Linked DNA regions of Sus scrofa: region 2 is linked to region 1. A link is a contact called in public Hi-C data. All regions are on one chromosome and are shown on one strand. The core of a region is the stretch at or near the end of the contact, and the rest is flanking DNA. Distances in the headings are between cores, read along the strand shown.

What was found. Hi-C and Micro-C count contacts between places; a contact is called where the count stands out from the background.
Region 2: a Hi-C map of skeletal muscle shows a contact between it and region 1, with 3 times the contacts expected there. The contact joins the promoter of CHRNB1 here to the promoter of ELP5 in region 1. A contact is called at or near these places in 3 of 47 Hi-C or Micro-C datasets (embryonic fibroblasts, liver and skeletal muscle) and 1 of 2 datasets of contacts at active chromatin or transcription factors (alveolar macrophages).

The regions. Positions count from the first base shown.
Region 1 is chr12:52,602,774-52,610,141 of Sscrofa11.1, reverse strand. ELP5 (elongator complex protein 5) reads right to left here and starts at 4,002. Exons shown (of 8, transcript XM_003131929.4): 1 at 3,481-4,002; 2 at 3,261-3,321; 3 at 3,095-3,175; 4 at 981-1,201. The coding sequence starts at 3,526.
Region 2 is chr12:52,746,089-52,753,456 of Sscrofa11.1, reverse strand. CHRNB1 (acetylcholine receptor subunit beta) reads right to left here and starts at 4,024. Exons shown (of 12, transcript XR_001300014.2): 1 at 3,873-4,024; 2 at 3,648-3,787; 3 at 3,042-3,086; 4 at 2,432-2,541; 5 at 2,253-2,361; 6 at 1,717-1,864; 7 at 1,214-1,423. TMEM102 (transmembrane protein 102) reads right to left here. Exons shown (of 9, transcript XM_021067827.1): 8 at 6,879-6,993; 9 at 4,131-6,584. It overlaps FGF11 (fibroblast growth factor 11), which reads right to left. Exons shown (of 5, transcript XM_013981311.2): 4 at 6,879-7,077; 5 at 4,126-6,584. The coding sequence ends at 6,514.

The DNA.
Region 1 (7,368 bases), core at 2,753-5,252:
CTTCAGGAGGGAATTTACACTTGGAGCATCTGGTCTCTGCTTGCTTTCCAGCCCCATCTCTCACTCACGGAACTGCTTACAATGTCTGCAACTTGCTAAGATCCCAGCCAGTGCCCTAGCTCCCCTCTGTTCTTCCTTCCCCTTTTAGCACAATTACAGGGTGTCAGGCGCTACACGAAAACACCTGCGTTTTTAGGTAGACTTGCATGGAACTGCTGACACTTGATTGTATCTGATCTACAAAAACTGCAATGCCGAGTGGTTCATCTTAATACCATAAACTCCCTACCCACCCCTTCGCCCCCTGATTTTTACAGAGAAGATGGAAGCACTGAGAAACCAAATACCTATTAATAATTTTGGTTGTGCCTGTGGCGTGTGGAAATTCCGGGGCCAGACCCCTAACCTGCTGAGCCACCAGGAAACTCCCCAAACATCTTCACACAAAGCTGGGTATCAGACTCGAAAGCCCATTCTAGTGCCCACTGTACTTTCAGGCTGGTCCCAGTGCCCCTGGCTGACTCCTCTTTCAGACGTTCCTTCCTTAAGGAACTCTGCTCCATCCATTATCACCATGGTCCTTATCAGGCCATCTTGTAATGGCCTGTTTACTTGTCTGTACCCTTTACGGGACTTTGTGTTCCTGGAAGGCAAAGACCTGACTGGAGTTAGCCTTCATCTTCCCATTATCTAGAATTGTATGTGACATGCTTTGCTAGGGGTCAAATCGGCGCTACAGCTGCCAGCCTACACCACAGCCACAGCAACTCATGGATACTAGCTGGGTTTAGTACTGCTGAGCCACAATGGGAACTGCTGCTCTGTTTCTAGCGTTTGTTGGATGGCTGAATGAAATGAATGAGGAGAAAAGAACGTGGAAGAGAAAAAAAAGTGTGATTAGTAGGTAGCATGATGGAGAAATCGTGCCGTCGAATCAAGGTTAAAGAGCTGAAAGACTGGAGATCCCAATCTGTTTCTACCACGGGAGGAGTCCTGCTGGCTCAGCGCGTACAGGCTCTGGCAGAGTGCGGTGCAGGGAAAGCGAAGCAGCAGCCAACTGAGAGAATCCACAGCAATGGTGACAGGGCCAGGGACTGTCCTCCTGCACAGGGCTCTCAAGGCTTCCAGGGGCCCCCCAGGAGGAGCTTCCCCAGTCTTTGACCAGTTGAGAGGGTCTCTGAAGAGATCATGGTAAATCAGCCTGCAAGGAGAAAATAAGAGACATGTTTACACTGCCCCTTCCTCGAACCTCCGACTTCAGCTTCCGATCTCTGTGGCTCTGTTTTCTCCACTGTCACTAAGAGTCTCAACATTAGTGAAAACTTTTTACTAAGAGGTAGCATACAGTGATTGAGAGCACAGACTCTGGGAGTGAGACAGCCTTGAGCTCCAAGCTTGGGTCTGCTACTTGCCCAAGGTCCTCTGATACGTTACTTCATCCCACTAGGACTTAGTTTCTTCTTTTGTAAAATGGAAATACCTCCTGACATCGAGCACAAGGCTTGACACATACTAATGCTTGATAGATGTTAGCTATCACCTTTATCCAATATTTCCTGAGTGGTGCCTAAAGTGTATCACTCTCTGGATGGATAAAGGGAAAGGACCCAAGACAGAGTTTCTACTTACACAGTAACGGCTTAGAAAAGATCCGGAATCTTCTGTGGTACTAACTACAAATAAAAGCACTGCAGGAAAAGAGACTGGCATGGACCAGAAACCCTCGGGAACTTCCTGGTGGCAGAACTTGTTCCCAGACCCCTCCTTCCCACCTTCGGCTTCTCTGCGGATGCCATCCTAACATCCAGCTCTACTACAACAGCTGATACAAAATTAAGGCAGGCTCAACAGACAAATGTAAACTACCCGCTTCCACTTAGCTAAGCAGACCAGGAAGAAATCTTTCCTAACCAGCCAGTGTAGGTGGATTCAGGGACCTCCCGACCTGGGTGCTTTCCCCTACCCCACATCAGTCTTTTAAGTCCTGGAAAGTCCCTGAAGTCCTTTTACATTTGTCCCAAACGCTCCATCCCTACTGCCACTGCCTTAAACCAGGCCTATGTCACCTCCTACCAGTATTCTTCAAGCTTCACTGGAACAGGAATTGCGTCTGCTTTGTTCACTGCTCCAACTGGTTCATGTATCCATCTGACTGACCCTGAATTGCTGCCAGCAGCCTTCCCGCCTGGCTTCCCTGTGCCCAGACTGTCTGCTCCCAACCATTCTCCACACTGGGGTCACCGGAAGAGTCTTTCTAACAGGTATGATGTGATCACTCTCCTCCCAAATTTTCAAATGACCACCCCCCTCACTGCCTTGAGGATAACTCTTCTCGCGCTCTAAGATCTTTTAGCATCAGGTACCTCTGTGCGACCTCAGAAAGCTCTCCCATCTCCCATGTATGCCTTCCGTACCTCCCTAATTCTGCATAAACTTCCGCCTGAAGGACAAATCCCTATGTACCCTGCAGTTCGTGCTGATCCAAGTTTGGAATCTATGTATGGTCCACCAGATTCTCAGTAACTCAAAAGGCAGAACATGTTTTTTCTTATCCTCCAGTCCAGCCTCTGGTGCTAACCTGTCCTTGTCGGCTTTTTATTATTCTATTTCTCTCATCTTCTATGATCTCCAGATGCCATTCTTTCTCTCTCTCTCTCTCTCTCTCTTTTTTTTTTTGGTCTTTCTGCCTTTTTCTAGGGCTGCTCCCTTGGCATGTGGAGGTTCCCCAGGCTAGGGGTCTAATCGGAGCTGTAGCCGCTGGCCTACACCACAGCCACAGCAATGTGGGATCTGAGCCGCGCCTGCAAACTACACCACAGTTCACGGCAACGCCGGGTCCTTAACCCACTGAGCAAGGCCAGGGATCGAACCCGTAACCTCATGGTTCCCAGTCAGATTCATTAACCACTGAGCCACGACGGGAACTCCCAGATACCATTCCTCTTACTAATTCCCATCTCCTGAAAAAACCCACATCCATCCATTCAATAAATATTTTAAGTAGCAACTACTACATACTGGTGCTGAAAGGGACGTTCCTCAGCAAAAGAGGTTCCAAATCCAATTAAATCAAAACCCTCCCAATGGTACCTACCGTCTGTTGACGTCGGAGTCAAAACCTTCACGAAACTCTTCTTCGCTCACTTCACAGCCCAGGATGTGGACTTGCTCTCCACTGAGCAGAGATAAGGGGGAGCGTCAAAGAGTGGAGCCCACGCTCCCTTTCCGGGGAGGACAGCGAGACTCTGCGAGATACTCACCGCAGTGCAGATTTCTTGATAAGTGCCTTCAGGAGACTGCGCCCCTCCCACTCTACGGAGTCTGGGGAGAGCGAGGGACGATAAGCAACCGGAGAACACTGAGGTTTCCAGCATTCAAGAACCAGTCGCGCCCTCCACCCCTGGCTGTGACCCACGGTCTTTCCTCTCCACTTCCGCCCCTTGTGCCCTACTCGGAAGGCCCTGTCCCTGTGATCCTCACCCCGCAGGAGCACCAGGCCACCAAAAGCCAACAGCGACTCCAACATTTCCAACACGCGTCCCGACCCTCTTCAGACGCCCTCTGATGGCGTCACGCTCCACCGCCCCGCCCCCTATAAACGAAGGGGGCGGGGCACCCACGATCCCTCCGATCCCTCTCAAGGCTAAGACCAGGCATACTCTGGAGAGGTGATTAGGTTCATTATTTCGGGGGCACTGACGCAGAGCGGCCCCTCCTGAGCCCTGGTGCACAGATGTAGGGACGAGGCCCCTCTCTACATTTTTACCGTGACCAGGGCAGGAAGAGCCGTTGGGGCAGTTGTTTGTGGGAGGGGGAGGTGGCCGCAGGAGCAGGTCCCGCCGTCAGAGTCTCGGGGGCAAGTGACGACACCCTGCCCCGCCCCCGCCCTCCGAGGCGGGCCGGCTTTGCTCCAGGCCCCGCCCCATTGCCACCCTCTGCGCATGCGCCTACTGGAGCCTTGTTGGGGGCACCTCCGCTTCCTTTATTCCCACCCCTACAGACCGAGCCCGGAGAACTTCGGTCCCGGTGAAGCGAATACACGTCACCACCGGAAGTAGTGTCAGAGGGGAAGAGGAGGGGGGAAGAAAGGAGGAGGGAGCCCTTTGGGCGGTAAAATGGCGCCTGTCAGAGTGGGAAATCCAGCTGCAGAGGCTGCAGCCCCTCTCCCCAGCGGCTGAGGCACCCCCGATCTCGGGGAGGGGGAGGCCGCTCCGGTCCAGCAATCCGCGCGCTTCGGCTCCCCCTCCCCTCCTTCCCTGCTCTCTCGCTCAGCCCACCCGTTCGCCGCCGCTGGCGCGGCCCTTCGCGCGCCGCTGCCCCCGCCCGCCCCTTTCCCGCGGGCAGCCCCCTAGCGCGCGTGCGCAGCGGGCCACCCTCCGCTTCCCTCTTCCCCTCCCCCTTCCTTCTCCCTCCCTCCCTTCTCCCTAGCCCCCTCCCCCACAGCCCCCTCCCCCAATTCTCCATCCCTTCCCTCCTGGTCTCGGAGGACCCCGTCGTGGCCCAACCTGTCTCGGCCCGCAACCTCCGCGAAGCCGTCGGTGTCACTCCCCGCCCATGTGGGCCCCCGCGGGCTGCCCACGCCTGTCCCCCAGCTCCCCGTTCTGCTGGGCTTTCCCCTCGTCGGGGGTGGCTTTTTGAGCCGCCCGCTCCCTGCCCCTCTCTGCAGCCTCTCCTGCCACTCGGGGCCCCCGTTCCCCCTCCCGGTGGCGGGGGGCTGCCCCCGGGGGGCTGGCGGAGCTGGGCCGCGGGGGCCCCGGGGCCGGCGGTGCCGGGGTCATCGGGATGATGCGGACGCAGTGTCTGCTGGGGCTGCGCACGTTCGTGGCCTTCGCCGCCAAGCTCTGGAGCTTCTTCATTTACCTTTTGCGGAGGCAGATCCGCACGGTGAGCCTGGGTGGGCGCTGGTGGTGGTGGGGACCTCTGTGTCAGCTGTGTTCTGGGGTTTTCGGAAAGTGTCGGGCCTGTGATTGGGCCTAGGAACCGAGTCCTGGCGGCGGCTTCTCCCGCTAGAGAATTAGAGCACCCATAGCTGGGCTTAGGGTGGGATGGGCCGAAGGAAGAAGACCCTTGTAGCAGAACAGACGTGAGGAGTGTGGGGGCGCGGTGGGGGGGGCTCGACGAGAACAGGGTTTGGCAATTCTTGGGGGATAGGGTGGTGGGTGGGGCGCTCTTTAAGAAAGCTGGAGCTGTTGCTAAAGAAACCGAGAGGCGGGGAACACCTGTTTGATGGCAGCAGATCTGTTGATGTGGGCTTGTTAGAGACCCTCCTATTATTTGAAACCTCCGTGTGTGTTTGATCTTAGAACCGGGGAGAGACAGGCTCGTGTGCCAAGGGTGTGGGGGTGGGTGGGAAGGCATATGTGACAAACAAGGATGGGAACTTGGGAAAAGCCCTGGATATGAAGGAGAAGCCCAAATGAAGGGAATTCCTGTCCCCAAAGATCCTGAAAACTCATTTCATAGTGTGGATGTGAATATTTGGATTTATTAAGACCCTGGGACTTAAAAAAGAGGCGTTTGTGATGGGCATCTTTGGTTGTGGAAGGGGGCACAGTAAAGCTTGGGTGTGCCTGTCAGCAGCCGGTGCCCGTCCGTTGGAAGGCTTGAATCTGAGGGCACGCTTGTGTCTCCAGGAGACCCCAGCATTGTGGAGGATACTGTGGGGAGTGTACGCGAGTATCTCCAAGGTCAAAGCTCCTTAGGCCAACATCATTTGATAAATGTGCTCCGTGTTCTCACCACCGCGGCGGGGAGAGTCCTCTGAAGGAGATGGGGGAGGATTCAGCGAGCTGAGATGCAGCGCATCTGTACTCCGGCACAGCTCCGTAAAGCTTGAGGAGTTAAAACCAAGTAGGGCCTGCCCAGGTCAAGGGATTTCTAGAAAGCCCTGAGTGGTCGTGGTGGTTGACTTCTGGTTTGGGGAAATGGGCCTGGCCTTGCATTCAGTGTCTTCTTTATCAGTCCGGTCGTTCCACTTGCTGATTTGGGGTGAGGATTGTTCTGGGTGTTCATGGTTGTCAGCAGGCCCCTTCCCCGAGACAAGGGTCGGAAGCCACAAAGAGTTTGGGGTCAGAGATGCTGAGACGTGTGTGCGGCTAGCCCCTGGGCCTTTCCTGGCACGTTAGCTCTGGTCCTCTCTGCCTGGCTTTGCTGGGAGCATCCCTTCTTCCCTTGAGACATCAGCTTTCTTTTCTGGATGCAGGGACGGGCTCCAGCCCAGGCAGAGACTGGTGCCCCGAAGACTCGCTCTCCTCTGGGCAGTACCGACCCCACAGCCTTTTGTCTTCCCTTTCTTCCTTTCCAATCCTGTTTCTCCCCCCCACCCCCTTTCTGGCAGATGCTTCCAGCATTCCCTACATGCCCAGCATGTGCAACCCGAGATAGCAGGCGGGACACCGGAGCTGCTGCGGCCCTCATGGTGGCCCTGGGAGAAAGGAAGGGCAGATGCCTTTGGGATTAGGGGGACAGAGCCCCTGGGTGTGCAAGTGGGGAGCCTGGTTTTGGTGAGGCTTCAGGCCTAGGGGTGGACTGTCGCGCATTTGTCTCTGCCTAAAAGAAAAGAGCAGAGGAGGGAATCTCCAGGCTTTGCAAGGGAGAGATCTGAGTGCTGGAACTAGGAGCCTCTAGAGAAGGCTTGGAGAAGCTGGAAGGCCACCCTGGTGACACCCTTGTGCCTTTCTCACCTCCCACTCACATCCCTGACTGCTCCCTGGCCTTCTTGATACTCTCTCAGTCGGCTTGGCAAGTGGGGCTTTCCAGTGTTCTCTGCCTTGCCCTGGGTACCAGGATAAGGAGGCCGTTCAGAGGGCTGAGGTTCTCTGCAACTTGTGACTTGGCTCGTAGAGGCAGGAAAGGACAGGTGGATGGTTAAAATAGGCCTGGTGGCTCCCAGCCAGAGGAACTTAGCTGACCTGACAACCCCTGGATTCCCTCATCCCCCGTTCCCCTTAGTGACCCAAGAACCTCCCCTTCTGACTCCTGCCCCCTCTCCACCAAGGAGTCTGAGGCTCTCAGCTCCCAACAGGAGGTGACAGGAGTTGTCGCAAGGAATTCTTGCAGCGGAGGGGGCGAGGGCCATGCATTTCTTTGTTCCACGTCACAGGCTGATATTAACAGTTAAGAGGGCAGGGTCTAGGGTCGGCCTGCACAGGTACAACGCGGGTTCCACCACTGCACTGTTTCTCATGTTAGCTGAGCACCCCTGCCGTAGGGGTCTAGGAACACAGCCACAATGCAGACAAAACCCATGCTTTCATGGAGTCTTCGTGAAATTGGAGGAGCAAACAACTGAAGGTAGTTCCTGGCTGTGTAGTCGGAGGCAGGGTATTTAACTTCTCCCAGCCTTGGTTTCTTCATCCTTAAAATGGA
Region 2 (7,368 bases), core at 2,775-5,274, 140 kb before region 1:
TTTTGCCAGGCTCCAGAAGAAAGCAGTTACGTGTGGAAGTGTGTTCTATAACTTCCTCCCTCTCCTTCCTGAGACAGACAGAGGACTGGATTCCAGCGAGAAGGAAAGCATATTTTGAATACCAGAGTTTAGGATATCAGTCTCTGAATCAGACTGGGAGGTTGGAATAGCAACACTTCCTCTCTCTACTATGTAATGTCAGGCGAATGACTTAAACTTTCTTAGCTTCTTTATCCTCCTCTGCAAAACGGGAAGACAGTTCAGCACTTACCTCATAGAGTTGTGAAGATTAGAATTGAGTTAATATGTGTAACATATTATTTGCATTATCTTTTTTTTTTTTTTGTCTTTTTAGGGCTGCACCTGCGGCATATGGAGGTTCCCAGGCTAGGGGTCCAATCAGAGCTACAGCTGCCAGCCTACGCCAGAGCCACAGCAACACCAGCTCCGGGCCACGTCTTCAACCCACACCACAGCTCGCGGCAACACCGGGGCCCTAACCCACGGAGTGAGGCCAGGGATTGAACCTGCAACCTCATGGTTCCTAGTCAGATTCATTTCTGATGCGCCACGACGGGAACTCCTACTGTATTATCTTATAACAAGTGTTCAAAATTAGCAAAGACAATACCTACAATTGCACAAAATTTACAGAGTACTAGGCATAGTTCTATTAACTCAGTTAATCCTCAAAATAATCCTATGCAGTAGGGACAATGACTGTCCTATTTCCAGATCAGGAAACTGGAAGTTGCCCAAGGTTACTCTGCGAACACATCACGCTGTCTTCCAAAGAAATGTTGGCTCTTATTTCCAAGGGAGATAGGAGGTTAAAGGACTAGCTGGCGACAGCAGCGGGGGAGGGAGGAGGTCAGAATGGGGAAGCGAGAGGAAGGGTTATCTAAGCCTGGGAGTTGGCTGGCCAGAGCTCTGGGGGTTCCAAGGATGAGCTGCTGGGATTCTTAAGGGAAGAGTTCAGAAGTTACTGGGTGCAGAGAAGTGAGCGGCAGAGGGGAGGCAGAGCCTGAGGCTAGAGGGAAAACCTGGAGGCAGACACATAGGCTCTGCTTGAAGGGAAAAGCTGGGTGAGACCATTGATGGACAATGCAGGATGGCTTGAGTTGGCACGAAAACCTTGCCTGTATTACAGGGGAAGCGGACGAAGCTGAACTCTTGGTGAGAAGCAGTGGGGGGGCCCCTTCCCCCCCCTTACCTGCATCTGGTGGCAGGTAGAAGACGAAGATGGCCAGGATGGTGATGAGGATGCATGGGGCAATGACGTTGACCAGGTAGAAGAGAGGCTTCCGGCGAATGATGAGGTAGAAGGTGACTTCTTCCCGCCGTCCTTCCCCTCCTCCCCTAGGATCTGCTGGAGGCTGGATTAGCCGAGAAGGCTTGTGGATAATCTCCCATTGGCCATTCTCTTGGAGACGGGGCGGGGGGGGGGGGGAAGAAGAGCAAAAGGGGATACAGATGTGGGACTTTTCTCTGTGGTGCCAGATATGGCTTTCTCTGCCACCTCCTAGAGCAGAGGGGATAAAAGTGGCTGGAAAACCCCTCTCTAATAAACTCGAACAAGTCTCAATTTCCATATCCACAGAATATAGTCCTACCTGACATGCCGACCCCATAGGGACTCACTAATGGGCTACACTCATCAGCCTGTTAGAAGCTGAAAATTATAAACCCATGGGCATGGGAGCCAGGTCTACTCACCAATGAAGGTCCCTTCATGAATGTGCACTTCCTGCCGCTCCTGCCCGTCGGGACCCAAGCCGGTCTGCAGGCTGACCTCCGAGCTGTCATAGCTGTAGGAACTGAACACCATGGTGCAGTTCTGCCAGTCAAAGGGGAAGTAGGTGACCTGGATGGAGCGGGGAGTCACTAGAGCGGCCAGAGGTCTAGGTCAGGGCTGGAGGAGGGGGGAAGGTCACAGGGTAGATAAGAGATCAGAGGATCTGGGGCACCTGGGAGATAGGGACCACCAGGGGCGGTGACAAAGAAGCAGGGTCACAGAGGAATCGGAAGGTTATTTGAAGAGCCCATGGACAAAGGAAGGGGTCCCTGAGGAAGAATGGAAGTCAATGAAAGTGAACGGAGAAGAGGAAACTAACAGAAAATCAGGAGGGCAAGAGCGACGTGAGGGTCCTCAGGGATATTGGAGGAGGGATGGGAGTCTGGGGAGTCAGGCTGTCAGAGAAAAAGCAGGCTTTCTCGGAGTGCCTTGAGCTTGCCAGGCAGAGCCCGGAGACCTGGATGCTGCAGCTGCTTCGATAGATGCCCGGGGGCCGCCAGCGCACGGAGCCGTCGGAGGACACCACGACGTTGATGTCCAGAGCCACGTCAAAATTTCCGTCATTGCTGCAAGGAAAGAATCTTCACATCTGAAACCTGGCCCTGCCGGGCCTCCCAGACTTGGGAAACGTCTTACTTGTTGAGGAGCACCACGTCTGGTAGCCACACGGAGCCAGCGGTGATGCGGAGTGAATCGATGCCCTCGTGCTCCGCAGGGTCCCAGCTCAGCCTGTAGTCAGTCCACTCCTAAGGAAGCAGAGGCTGAGGGGCTGTCTGGGGCTGGAGGCTGGGGGGAGCCTTGGAATGTGCGAAGGACGCCCGAGAAGGGAGGGCCAGGGAGGGGAGCAGCGCAGGCATGGTTCTACAGGCCCGGGGCTCTGATGCTGGCTCCACCTGCACTCTTTGGGACCCTGTCTGTTGCTTTTCCCTTCCCTCTCATTGGGCCCCAATTTTTCATTCTGTAAATGTGATGGAGTTGCCCTGGCTCGCCTCCAACACAGTGGTTTTCAAACTGCATTAGCGGCCCTTGAATGGGTTGGGAGTAAAAGGACCCCAAAGCAGGGTTAAAAAATAAAATAATGAAAAAATGCATGGAGTGCACCGCCCGTCATACAAATAGGTATTGTTTCCTGAAACTTCATTTTCAGGTATAAATGTGATGCAAAAAATGTTCTCACTGGCGGGGAGATTCGAGGAAATTGTAAAGGCAGCAGGACACCCTCTCCCACCCTACGGGATGTCCGTACCAAATCTAAGTAGACCTTCGTGCTCATCTCCTCATCCTTCTCGTTCTAGAAGGGAAAAGTTTAAAGGGTAGATGTGATGTATTTGCAGAGAAATAAGGGGCTCAGTGGGTCAAACTCCCCCTGGAAACTCCCTCTTTTTCTGAATCCCACCCTCTTGGGTCCAAGGCCCGCCTCCCATAAGCTGTGTTAGTTTAGGCCCCGCCTCTATCTCGCGGACTTCCTGTGGTCCTACCGCCAGCCAGTTCACCTACCAGTTCTCACACCCGCCGGCCTGAGTCTCCCCCCGCTGTTGTTTATGGACCCTGTCCGGCACAAGCTCCGCCCCAGCCTGTGACCCCGCCTCAAGGTCCGCCCTCTGGCCCGTCCCTCGGCCCGAGCTCCGGGATCACCACCCTACCGGCTCTACCCCGACCCTTCCTGCAGCCACGCCCACAGCTTGTCCATTGGTCCGATTTCAACCCAATCGCCGCTAAGGGCCAGTCCGTCTCCCAGCCTGGCCTCGCCCCAGGCCCCGCCCCCAGCCATCCTTGGATTCCCACCCCGCCTAAAGCCACGCCCCCCAGCCGGCCAGTGGGCCAGACCTCAACTCCCCGCGTGCGCCCTCACCAGGCTGATGAGTTGCGCCAGGCTGAGACCAATGCTGACCCCGACGCGGTCTCCCACCTCCCGCGCCGGGCGCACGGAGCTATCATAGCCCGAGAAAAGTTTCTCGCGGAGTCGGCCCTCCGCCTCCGAGCCGAGGGCTCCTGGAGGAGGAGAGCACGAAGTGAGGCCTTGGTACCGGGCCACGACCTCTGGCCCTGTCACTGCCCCTCTGAGGCCCAGACTTACCCGGGGCAAGCGGCGCCCCCACCGCCCCCAGCAGCAGCACCAGAAGCGCCCCTGGGGTCATAGCCAGCCCGCCTTACTCAGTGAGTTCGCTGGATGAGCCGCTGAGACAACCAGTGCAGGGGAAGTGACGAGGCGCCCAGGAATGTGCACCTGTTATTGGGGGGGCAGCCGCCAGCCCACCCGCCCCGCCCCTGGGACTTGATCTCTCCCGAGCAACTGCCAATGCCTGCCACCTACAGATGACAGACAACACTTCAGTTGTATAAATCGTCTTTAATCTTTAATTGAGAAAGCATGGAGTGGAGACCCGGTCCCTGGGGAGCAGAGCCAGGAGATGGGTGGAGCCTGAGCGGGGTTCTGTGTGGGTGAGGGGAGCATCCACCCCTCTTGCAACAAGCCAGAAGTAGAAAGAGCCTGAGGAAAAGTGACCTGCCTCTGAGCCCCAGGCCCTCCCTTTAGCGCCCCCTCAGTCTTCCTTGCCCAGGTCTGAAGTTACTCAGAGCCTCCCTCCTAGTTCTCTGCTGACCTCTGATCTTTTTCAGGCCTGCCCTTAGGTCTCCATATTTTTCAGAAAAATCTAGTCAGGCCCTTTCTGGGTACCCAAAACCCAGCTGAGATTATAGGCTGTAAAATAAAGCAAGTTCTACTCAGAAGAAGCTCTGGGATGTATGAGGTCTAGAGAAGAGGCCCTCACCCTCCCTCCGTGGCCTGACCTGTAGGGGCAAGGGATGGGACTTATTGCTGAACTGGTATCACTTCATTGCTGTGGCAAAGGGGGGTGTGGCTATGTTCCATCTGTCTTTTTTTTTTTTTTTTTTTTTTTTTGGCTGTACCCGCGGCATATGGAAGTTCCCGGCCTAGGGGTTGAATTGGAGCTGCAGCTGCCAGCCTACGCCACAGCCACAGCAATTCAGGATCCAAGCTGCATCTGTGACCTACACTGCAGCTTGCAGCAATGCCGGATCCTCAACCCACTGAGTGAGGCCAGGGATCAAACCTGAATCCTCATGGATACTAGGCGGGTTCTTAGGCTCTGAGCCACAACGGGAACTCCTCTCATTTGTTTTTTGGTTGTTTTTTTTTTTTTTTTTTTTTGTCTTTTGTCTTTTGAGGGCTGCGCCCACGGCACATGGAGGTTCCCAGGCTAGGGGTCGAATCGGAGCTGTAGCTGCCGGCCTACACCAGAGCCACAGCAACGCAGGATCCGTGTGCCGTGTCTACGACCCACACCACAGCTCAGGGCAATGCCGGATCCTTAACCCACTGAGCAAGGCCAGGGATCGAACCCCCAACCTCATGGTTACTAGTTGGGTTCGTTAACCACTGGGCCACAACGGGAACTCCTCATTTGTCTTTTTTATTCTAGACCAGTTACCCTAAAGACCTCAGCTTTAAAAGGGACCTGGAAGGAATTCCTGCTGAGGTAGCTAAGTGTTCACATCCCCATAACCCAGGCACAGGTCCAATCATGCATGGTTCTGGCCCCTTCCCCATCCTAGCTTCCCTACTATGAGCCAGGGATCCTTCCAAAACTCCTCTGCCCTTCCTCAGACTCTGTCTCCCTGGCAGGACCCCAGCTGAGTTGCAGGAGCTAAAAACTGCATGTAAAAATAAGGTTAGCATTCTAGAGGAAGAAGATTTTTAAAAAATTATCTAGGAAAAACAAGAAATGGTTCTTGATTTATCCAGAACTTCGTTCTTTGTGAATCATAGCTGGGTCCTTTCCAGAGCTCATCCTTAACAGGCATCACTAGAGAAGGGGAGAGGGTGGGCCTAGAACTTATTTTAAAGCAATAACATGGCTATAGAGGCCTCAGTTCCATCACAGCGGGAAGGGCTGAGAGTCGTGGTCTATGTCCTAGAGCTGAGATTCAGAAGGAAGTATGGCTCCATATGTGTCTAGAACACATGCTCTGGAATTGGGTGTCTCTGGGATAAGAAAGTTAAACCTATGGTGATCTGAGACTGGTCCCAGTGCAGGCCAAGGCCAACAGCTGGACAGGGCTTAAATCCAGCCTCTCTCTACTTGGAAACCAGGGGTCCATCTGGGTCAAGGATAGAAGCATGATGGATCCAGAACAGAGCCTGGCAGCATGCCTGTGTTCCAGCACAGAGCCTGAGTGCAGAAATGGCCCTGGCTGGGGAGCCTGAATATTCCAGAACCGGTCCAGAACAAGGCAGAAGGTGGAGTAGGGCAAGAAGGAAAGGAATCCTGAGCTCCAGTGGACCTAAAAATCTATGGCTCAGTAGCAATGGAACGGGCAAAGGGCTCCAGGAAGTGGCCAAGCCCATAGTGGGGAGGATTTATGCCCTGGTTCTGTCAGTTTGGGAACCCCCAGTGCCATCTTGGGGGAAGGCTTTGGATGGTGTGGGTGTGGGAGGAAAGAACGGATCAGCCAGGACCATTTTCAGACAATCCCCTCTCTGAGCCCCCTCCCAGATCCCAGGATCTAAGAGTCTTGGCGGCTCCGGAAGTCAGAGCCAGCCCCTGGGCTCCCTCAGATTAGAGCACCTGGTGGGACCTGGCTGCTGAGGGCATGAGTGTGGCAGCAGGGGTGAGAGCAGGGCCAGGAGCAGGGCTGGGGTGGTGGCTGGCTGGCTCGGTGTGAGTGCAGGGAGCCTCCAGTCCAGGGACTACATTTCAGGGGGCAGGGGGACTGGAAGGGGAGGTCTCAGGGACACTGTGGAGAGAAGGCTCCCGGTACATGGCCACTGTGAAGGGGAGAGAGAGGAGCAGGAAGGAGAGTTAGGTGCTGAGAGACCTCTGAAAGGGCTCCCTTCCCCTATACTCATCCTCTGGGAACCCCAGCCCACACCAGACAGCTCCCCAAACCCCCAAAGGCCAAAGCCTTCCTGACTTGATGTGTCCTAACAGGTGTCCTCTTCAAACACGTACAGCCCCTGAACTGCAGCGGGGGGGTGGGGGGAGGGGGTGTCACTGCACGTCCATGTCAAGGTCAATGCCCTCCCATGTGGCCCACCTCTTCCTGCAGGGTCCGTACTCACCTTCCAGGAGCTTGGGCACAAAGTGGGCGGCTGCCTTGGTCTTCTTGACTCGATTGCCTTTCATGACTCGGCCCTCTTTGTCCAGGCCCAGGTACCAGGCCCGGCCAGAACGGCGCTGGCGGTAGAGAGCAGAGGCGTACAGGACATAGTAATTCTCAAAGACGCACTCCTTAAAGCGACACTCAGCTGTGAAATGTGGCTGAGGAGACAAAGACCCAGAAAGGCACACACGGACAGAGAGACAAAGACACATCACTGCACAGAAGGAGCCCTGGGAAGAACAAGCCAGGATATAGTTGGTACATGTCAGGCTGGGAGGGCCGACTGCTGAGTCCATGCAGGAACTGGGAGGAAGGGCAGACAAGGGAGAGCCTGGTCCGCCCCGGATGGCTGGGAACTCTAGACTTCTGGGGGCCTGGAATCAGAAGAGAGTGTGTCTCTCTTCTACTCCCAGCCTCTCTCCAGCCAGAGGACCTGGAGGGAATTCCTA